Regions from separate parts of the Zea mays genome. Here regions 1 and 2 are each linked to region 3. A link is a contact called in public Hi-C data. All regions are on one chromosome and are shown on one strand. The core of a region is the stretch at or near the end of the contact, and the rest is flanking DNA. Distances in the headings are between cores, read along the strand shown.

Region 1 (2,700 bases), core at 62-2,561, 400 kb before region 3:
GTTTTTCTGCTTGTGCTACTCATGTTTGGTGATTTGTGTTTGTAGAGAGTGTGTGAAGGTGTCCATACACTTATAATGAAAGCACACATCAAGTTATATTGACGTAGAAGAGAAGCGAGGCGCAAAGGCACACTTGGCATTGCGCTGGCCAAACTCGTCCAAACCGACATTACAACCCAACCAAGCTGGGTTTAGCATTGTGCCAAGGCCACTATGCAAAGTCAGCTTGGCCGGGTTTAGTATAGAGTGTCGTGTTTAATTTTTTTATGTACTAACTTTTTTTAAAAAAAAAGTTTGTAGTGTCTATTCACTCCAAGTATCAAAGCGGTCCTTTTACATAAACACATACATTTTTGGAGTCTATTTTGAGACTATACAGGTTAATGCAAGACTCAAATATTATATTATGGGAAAGAATTTTTAGTTTCTAGTTTTTTGGAGTCTATTTTGAAACCATGAATTTAGGTAGTTTTTTCCCTAATTTTTTGTAGTCTATTTTGAGGCTAAACAAGTTAATCCAAGACTCAAATATTATTTTATGGGAAAGAATTTTAATTTCAAAACTACAAGAGGTATAATACAAAACACAAGCGAATAGGTCATGCTTATCTTCCAGTATCTACTTGAAAAATTCTGAAGAAATTGAAAGATACATAGATCCTTTGTTTTGGATCGATAAAGAAAGTTAAGAAACACTGGATTCTGGTGGTGTGACTCATCTCCTTATTACGCTATCTGCTTTGGCATAACTTGGCTGGCCGGCCAATCACGCCATCTGGATTATGGAATGGAGCAAATAGTAGATATCTATTCCATCGTCTATTAATTCCAAACACTAAAGTGTCTACCGTATCTCTGTAGAACTGATACAATAGTGTTTTGTACACCGCTTAATACTGGTAAGCTCAATCTTATACCATATCATGGTTTCGTATCAGAATGTTTAGTTAGTCATGTCCATTCATGTGGTGTGGCCGGGTATTTTATTTATAAATAAAAGTGCTAGTTTCTAGAAATCTAGATAGAGATAGACCCTTTTAAACATTATTGTTTAAAACACGCGCGCGCACACACACAAGTCTTCTGGGTCAGACCAAAAGCAGCATGCTCCAGAGTCCAGTCCAGTTCAGACCCGGGGTAACTGAGAGAGGTTGGGCCGGCCATTTGGGTTGACGGGGTAACGGGAGCAGAAGCTACGACCTGCTTGGATTTTCCGCGGCCCAGAAAAATGAACGGAACCCGGATGGTCTTGTCGTGAAATGGGATGGACGGATATCCACCCAGCCCACGTGTGTCATGCCATGCGCGCTATCTGAGGTCCAAGCCCATGAACCTGCCTCCGCCCATGCCTCGCCATCCGCCAAGGCACCGCTCCGCGCGCTCTCCGGCCTCTGCGGCGGGCTGGTCGGCTGGTCGTGCCCGTGCGCGCGGCCAGTACCGTGGCGGACGGCCGGTATCAAAGACTAACCTTTCCTTCCGCGGGGGTGTCGGCAGTCCGGACGGCCTAGACAGACAGCAGTGGTCAGTGGACAACTGGACATCGAGTTGAGTGTGACGGCGTTGGCGGCGGTAGACTTCTCTGCGTTGGATGCCGGCCTGGGCAGCAATGAATCTCCCTCTATTTCCGGCGGCATTTGGCGGCGGTGTCCGGGTGAGATGAGATCTTCCCTAGTTTCTATTCCTCTTGCGTGACGAATGGGTATAAGGTCAGGGTTCGCACGTAAAATTCTAGAATCCCTCCTGACCTGATTTGCGGTTGCATTGGTGAGGAAGCTCCTTCGGGCCGGGTTGTTTGACAAGTTCGCACATAAAATTCCTTGCTCGATTCCAGCCCCTAGGCGACGGCCGTGCACCAGATTTGGGGAGATTTTTGCCGAACCAGGTGCTCGCATTCGTGCTTCCTTTTCTGACAGGGTGCGCATACCAAAGAATGGTGGTCTACTTGTGCCCGTCTAGGTGTCTGTTGAATTATTAGATATTTTCAGATTAAATTTCGAATATAAATTATTGTTGAATTATTATACAATTTTTAGATTAAATTCTGAATATATAAATCAGAAGAACTGGAGTATAAAGTCAAATCAGATAATGTGCATTGATCAAACATACTGGTAGATGACACGGGCCGGAAGCAGCAGGGTCGACGACGTCGAAGCAGCGGAGCCGATGATGTCGAAACAGCAGGGTTCGACGACAAGATCGCGAGTAGGGATGGCAACGGATAAACTATCCACGGATAGTATCTCTGGACATCCATATCCGTGACTTATATCTGGTATCCGAACCCGTACCCGTTATCCGCTATGGATAAAAAACAGTATCGGATATCCGCGGATATATCCGTTTGCCCACTACACATGCAACATATTTAAATCCAGCAAATTCTAGGCAACAGTCACGGATATATCCGTTTGCCCACTACACATACAACATATTTAAATCCTAACAATAATTATACGTATGTATTGTATCTGTACTCTAGGTGACAGTCGCGGTAGGAGTGGGAGAGGAGAGATGGGAGGGTCTGGAGTGAGAGCGACCAAGCGAGGGCTTCGCTGGAAGCCTGGAACCTAGGCTTGTGGCCTTGTGGGTTGTGGCTCGTGGGCCTGTGGGACAGGAGTACGAGATATTTTAACGGATATTCGGGTATTTGGGTATGGATACTGATTTTTCGTACCCGTTTTAAAAATATCCACGGAT
Region 2 (2,700 bases), core at 135-2,634, 290 kb before region 3:
GGAGGCTGACCTCTATTTTAACGTTTGTTTTACGAGACATTATTCAATACGGTGAATTCCGCTACATATAGCGTATAGACTCATTTACGGTTCTCTGTTGAAGAGAGTTTTAGAGCATCTCTAAGGGTTTCTTAGAAGTCTCTCTTTAAATCATTTTTTTTGAAAAAACATAAAAACATGTCTCCAACAGTTTTTCTAAAACGCTCTCAACTTTTTCATAGCCCTTAAAACTTTCTCATTTATAGCTACAAATGAGAGATTTTTTAGGCTCCACAGAAACAATCTACCGCTTTAAGAGATCTGTTAGAGAAAGGATTAAAATTCATTCCATTAATTTTTTAGGCGTCAACTAAAATTAATTTTGAGAAGTCATTTTTTAGAGAGCTCTTGAAGATGCTCTTAGATTTGTAACTTCAGAGTGGCTCTCAAGAGCTCTTCTTTTCTCCTCCGCAGGCTACACTGTGGGGCTGCAATTAGGACTGGGCGTTCGGGTTTACCCGAAAATTCGGGTCGGGCTTTTCGGGTTTTTTAAATTTCGGGTTTTCAACAGTTGAACCCGTACTCGTACCCGAAATTTCGGGTACCCGCAATTTCGGGTACCCACAAATTCGGGTTTGGGTTTGTGTAAAATTCGGGTACCCGTTATTGCCTTTGACAAAATCACAAACTCAAATCACACTTGGTTGTTGCCTGTTGGTCCACTCGGGCAATGCATGTGCGTGACGGGCGCCTGGACGTTGGCCTGGACGGCGCCTTGGTGAGGCCGCGGCGCCTGGACGCTAGCGTCGCGTTGAGCGCTGGTGGCTGGCGTGCGACCGGCTGGACAGGTTGCAGTTGTAGCCTAGGCGATGGCCAATGGGGGGCGTGCCGCAGCCGCCGCTGGTGCCGCGCCAGGAACAGCCGCCGCTGGAACAGCCGCCGCTGGTGCCGCGCCAGGGACTCAGGACAGCCGGACAAGGAAGACAGGACTCAGGAGTTAGGGTTGGCTGGATTGGGAGGTTTCGATTTCGTAGTAGGCTGCCAACTGGGCCGTGGGCTGTGGAGCTTGCGCTCGGCCTGGCGCCTGGCGGCCTTCTAGTAGAATGGATATCGGGTAGAATGGGTACTTCGGGTACCGCGGGTTAGTACCCGATTAGGCCCGAACTTAGTTCGGGTATCCAGTTTCATTACCCGCTGGAGCTATTTGGGTAACGGGCTTCGGGCTAAACGGGTATGGGTTCGGGTATTTCGGGTATAGGGCTTCGGGCTCGGGTTTTATGCCCCTAGCTGCAATGCTCGGACGGGATGACAAGCGTCAATGATCCTTGTGCAAGATACTTGCAGAATCAAGCAAAAAAAAAACATCGAGTAGTAGCACGTACGGCTTGGTTGTTGTAGCGTGCAGGCCCATATATAGTAGCAAATTAACTGTCCAGCAAAGCGAGCCCGTTGGAAACTCGGCCCAAACTCTACCTCATCTATCACCTCAACAACCACACCAGCAAATGAGTTACTTATCTCTACTATTCCTTAAGACCATAACGAGGGCGTCCACCGCATCACCGTGCCCCCGCCCCCGTCTACGAGCGACCCTCTGCGCTCGCGCGAATCCCGCCCGAGATCGCCGCCGATCCGAAGCAACGGCACCGTGCCCCTCCCCCTCGCGAGATCCGCGACCGCCCCATCCCGGCGCCGCGGGATCCACGCCTCCGCCCTCGCCCTTCCCCACCCCCACCCGCTAATCTCGCGGTCGATCCGCGCCCGGTCCTGACCCCGCCTCCGTCCTCAGCACCGCCACTCCGTCCCCCATCTTCGGCGCCGCCGTCTCCCGCTCCCCTGGCACGCATTCGGGGTCCTTGCGGGCGACAAGCACCTCCGTCCCGGAGGCATCTGCCGCTGCAGCATAGACCACCATGTCCTCGCTCGGCAGCACCGATGTTGACGATGGCAACGAGGAGGAGGACGGCTCCGCGAGCACCCCCGAGATCTACTGCTGCCACTCCCACGCAGTTCTTGCTCACGAGATCTGTGTGCAGGTTGATGTCCTCGTGGTGCCACGCCGACCTCGCCGCCACCAAGCGCGCCACCCATGTCCTCACCGACCTCGCCAAAATTGTAAGAATAGGTGTTGTCACTGTCGTGGTGTACGTACAGTTGAGTTTTGAGTTAGTGTTTAGCTTCCTTACCAGGGACGGATCGAAGCACCATAATAAGTGTTTAGCTTTCCTCCGCGCCTCGGGCGGCCGCGGCACAGGCGCCGCCGCGCCCGCTCGCCGCGAAGCACAAGGACGAGCCGGACCCCGACGACGGCAGGCAGAGGGTCACTGTCTTCTTCGGCACGCAAACCGGCACCGCTGAGGGCTTTGCCAAGGTCCCTACTCAAACTCTGCTCCTCTGTTTGCTGTGTTTGCGGTCCCTTCTACAGACTACAGCCAGAGCTCGGTGCTCTGCTCGCTTGCTTGCACCGCTGGCTAAGATCGGATTTGACGGCACTTTTGGGCGTGGAGATCTTGGTACCGTCCAGAAGAAGCTCAAATCTATTTCATACACAAGTGCATTTGATTTTGTTCCTGATGTTAGGCTGACCTTTAACAATGCGATGACTTACATTCCTTGTGGCCATGTAGTGCATGACTCGTGCCCGCGCCAGGACTCGTTGCCAATATTGCACTCTTAGTGCAAAGAATAGCTGAGCTTGTTACAGATAATATGGGTGGACCT
Region 3 (2,700 bases), core at 185-2,684:
GCATTTTTTAGATTTGTTTACAAAGATTAGTGCCTACTAACTAACGTGTTTCATCTTCTTCCTTGCAGGCTCCACTGACGCTGCTAGCGGAGCAGTTGCCGCAGGACACAGGCATGGGTGAGTAGCAGCCACCAGGTTCTGAGGCCAGAGAGGACAAGCAGGTCAGCGTGCCGAATCTGGGGGAGGGCCTGGTGTTCTAGGTGTTGATGCCGTGATGCGTGTGGAGGCCAGGACACGGACGGTCGCTGCCCGCGTGAACTAATTTGGGAGATAGCACACTGATCAATTATATCACCAAACAGGGTAAGCCCTTAATAAGTTAGTTGTGTGAGTGTGAGTCCATGGTACGACTGGTGCACATACCATCTCAAAGTTTCAATCTGTCATCTCTTATGAAAGTAATTGCTAATAAGGTATGTGCATGGAAAATTAGTGGGTACAAAAAATAACTATTGTATAGCAGCACAAAGATCAGTGTTTGACTTGGAAACCTGAGGAATGAGGAGAGCTATAGCAACTCATCAACTGGCAAACAAGTTGTAAACCTATCTTTCTTTCTTTGTTTCAGTTCACTAATTCATTGATGTGTGCATGATTAAGCTATCTACACTCATGCAACTCTAAATTTGTACACCATATTTTTCAACCGTATTTTAGAGTTACCTTTCGAGTGAACCGCTGCAGCCTGATCCAAACTTTATATCCTATTGTATCCTCAAGACCTTAACGATAACTTTTCGAGTACGCGAGTGCAGACATATATGTCTAAAACAACATTTTTAAAATGTATATGTCTAAAGCAACACTTTTAAAATGTAAAACATATTGGTGATCGAGTTGCGCAAGGCACGACCAATTTACTAGTTAATTTGAAGCTGAGGTGGTTCGGTGTGATAAGTTGCTATCAACGTATAAGGAGCATAGCAAACTTCGATGTCAACATGAGGGGATCAGTACCCTTTTCTCCTTAAACCAGCACGCCACTCGCAAGTCACTATTAGATGTGATTCTCCTAGAAATGGGTTGATTACTCTGTTAACGACTTAGAAGCGGCATCAAAGCTTTGGTGTGCTTCTTGGGAACATCCGACGACGAGATAAGATTGGCGAAGGGAGAGGCGGCGGTATGCTAGCTGGTCATGAAGGAGGTTGTGGCAGATACCTAGTAAGAGGCGGAATACTACCTCGGTACTTCATGATGTTGAGGAAGGAGACCATGACGCCGGAGATGGGTCGGAGAAGCGCCGACGCGTTCCCCCGCCGGTCTGCGTTGACCATCGTGCGCAGAGCATCGTTGAGGATCCGCCGCCCCATCGCGAGTCCGGAGGTTGGATCTTTGACTGACCACAAGCGCCGCCGCCGCCCTTTCCGCTTCCTCTCCTCTAGCAGTAGCGCTACCCGCCGGCGGCGCTCTGCGATGGATTAGGAAGAGGCACGCTGCGCGCACGCCCGGCACTCCTAAACATGGGCCGAGCGCTCTAGGAAGGCCCAGCCCATGCGCCAATGTTTGAGCCGGAGCAGCCGTGGTGGAGGGCCCAGGTGAGGTCGTTTTCCCGTTTCCTTGCTAGACTTTAGCACCGCACTTATTACTCAAGTTTAGCTACTAAAGAAACAAACAAGTGACTAAAATCCTGTTTGGAAGCAACACAGTTTTTAAAAAAACAGTTTTTATCTTTTAGTTAGAAGAGCTTTTTGGTTTTTAAAAACCTGAGAATTTAATATCTATAAACTTGGTTATAAATGGGTATGTTTGGAACCACCCCAATTTCTATAAACCAGTTTCTTAAAAATTGGGTGCTTCCAAACAGGACCTAAGTGGGTGTTTCATTTCTAAGAACTAATTTTTAGTCCCTCCATTTTTTTCATTTTAGTCCCTAAATTTCCAAATACATAAATTAAAATAGAGTTTTAGTTTTCGTATTTGGCAATTTAGGAACTAAAATGAAATAAAATGAAGAGACTAAAAATTAGTCCCTAGAAACCAAACACCCCCTAAAAGAGTTGTGCTAAAGTTTAGAACTCATTAGCACTTTAGCTCCATCAAAGATGCTAAACTATGCTAAAAGTGGTTCTCAACCCTATTTTGTTTTGAATACCCCTTCCTCTCTCCCCCACCATTGGCAGCATGCTCCTCGAGGACCGCAAGACTTTAGCATTTTAACCAACAAGCCTCGAATGCTAAAGTTTATCAAAAGTTTAGCATGTGCTAAATTTAGTCAGCTGCTAAACTTTAGCACTAGAGAAACAACAGGCCCTGAATCTTCTTGTTCAGTGGTCGTGTGACTCATTCCGATCCTAGCTAGAAAATAAGCAAGGTTAACCTAACCTAGCTTGTTAAATACTTGCAAATCCCCTTGTTTGGTTGTATGTACTCAATTAAACTTTTCATGTCTTGTTAAATTTGGTTTGTTTCTTTCCCAAAACCTGAGATCATCCTTTACAACAAAAACTCGTTCCAGTTGGATATGGCATCAAGGCGCAAACTTTGATCACCGTTGTGGATAACCTTTTGTTTTTGTCAATCGGGGACAAGGTTCACCAAACCAGTGGGACTTCAAAAACTGGCCAAGACCGATTAGCAACTAATCGTTATTTATCGGTGTAAACCGATAAAAGCCGGCCAAATCTAAATTCAAACAATTTTTTGAATCAGCTCGGTTTGACATCGATTTATCGACTGATATGACCTATTAATCGGTTC

What was found. Hi-C and Micro-C count contacts between places; a contact is called where the count stands out from the background.
Region 1: a contact with region 3 is called in a Hi-C map of ear, with 2.7 times the contacts expected there. The contact joins the enhancer-like site here to the promoter of LOC100285614 in region 3. A contact is called at or near these places in 2 of 25 Hi-C or Micro-C datasets (ear and leaf).
Region 2: a Hi-C map of ear shows a contact between it and region 3, with 4 times the contacts expected there. The contact joins the promoter of LOC103639036 here to the promoter of LOC100285614 in region 3. A contact is called at or near these places in 13 of 25 Hi-C or Micro-C datasets (bundle sheath, ear, endosperm and 5 more).

What each region holds. Positions count from the first base shown.
Region 1 is chr9:128,032,205-128,034,904 of Zm-B73-REFERENCE-NAM-5.0, forward strand. No RefSeq gene overlaps it. Among protein-coding and RNA genes, the nearest start is that of LOC100383498, 75 kb to the right of the region's middle. Within about 2 kb of position 1,312, at least 20 of the 20 cell types and tissues checked have an H3K27ac peak or open chromatin away from gene starts, as enhancers often do. A contact at or near this core is called in ear and leaf, where this site is marked.
Region 2 is chr9:128,144,166-128,146,865 of Zm-B73-REFERENCE-NAM-5.0, forward strand. LOC103639036 (serine/threonine-protein kinase EDR1) reads left to right here and starts at 1,385. Exons shown (of 9, transcript XR_004852756.1): 1 at 1,385-2,094; 2 at 2,169-2,492; 3 at 2,607-2,700.
Region 3 is chr9:128,431,934-128,434,633 of Zm-B73-REFERENCE-NAM-5.0, forward strand. It overlaps LOC100285614 (40S ribosomal protein S15a-like), which reads right to left and starts at 1,435. Exons shown (of 3, transcript NM_001158505.2): 1 at 1,184-1,435. The coding sequence starts at 1,313.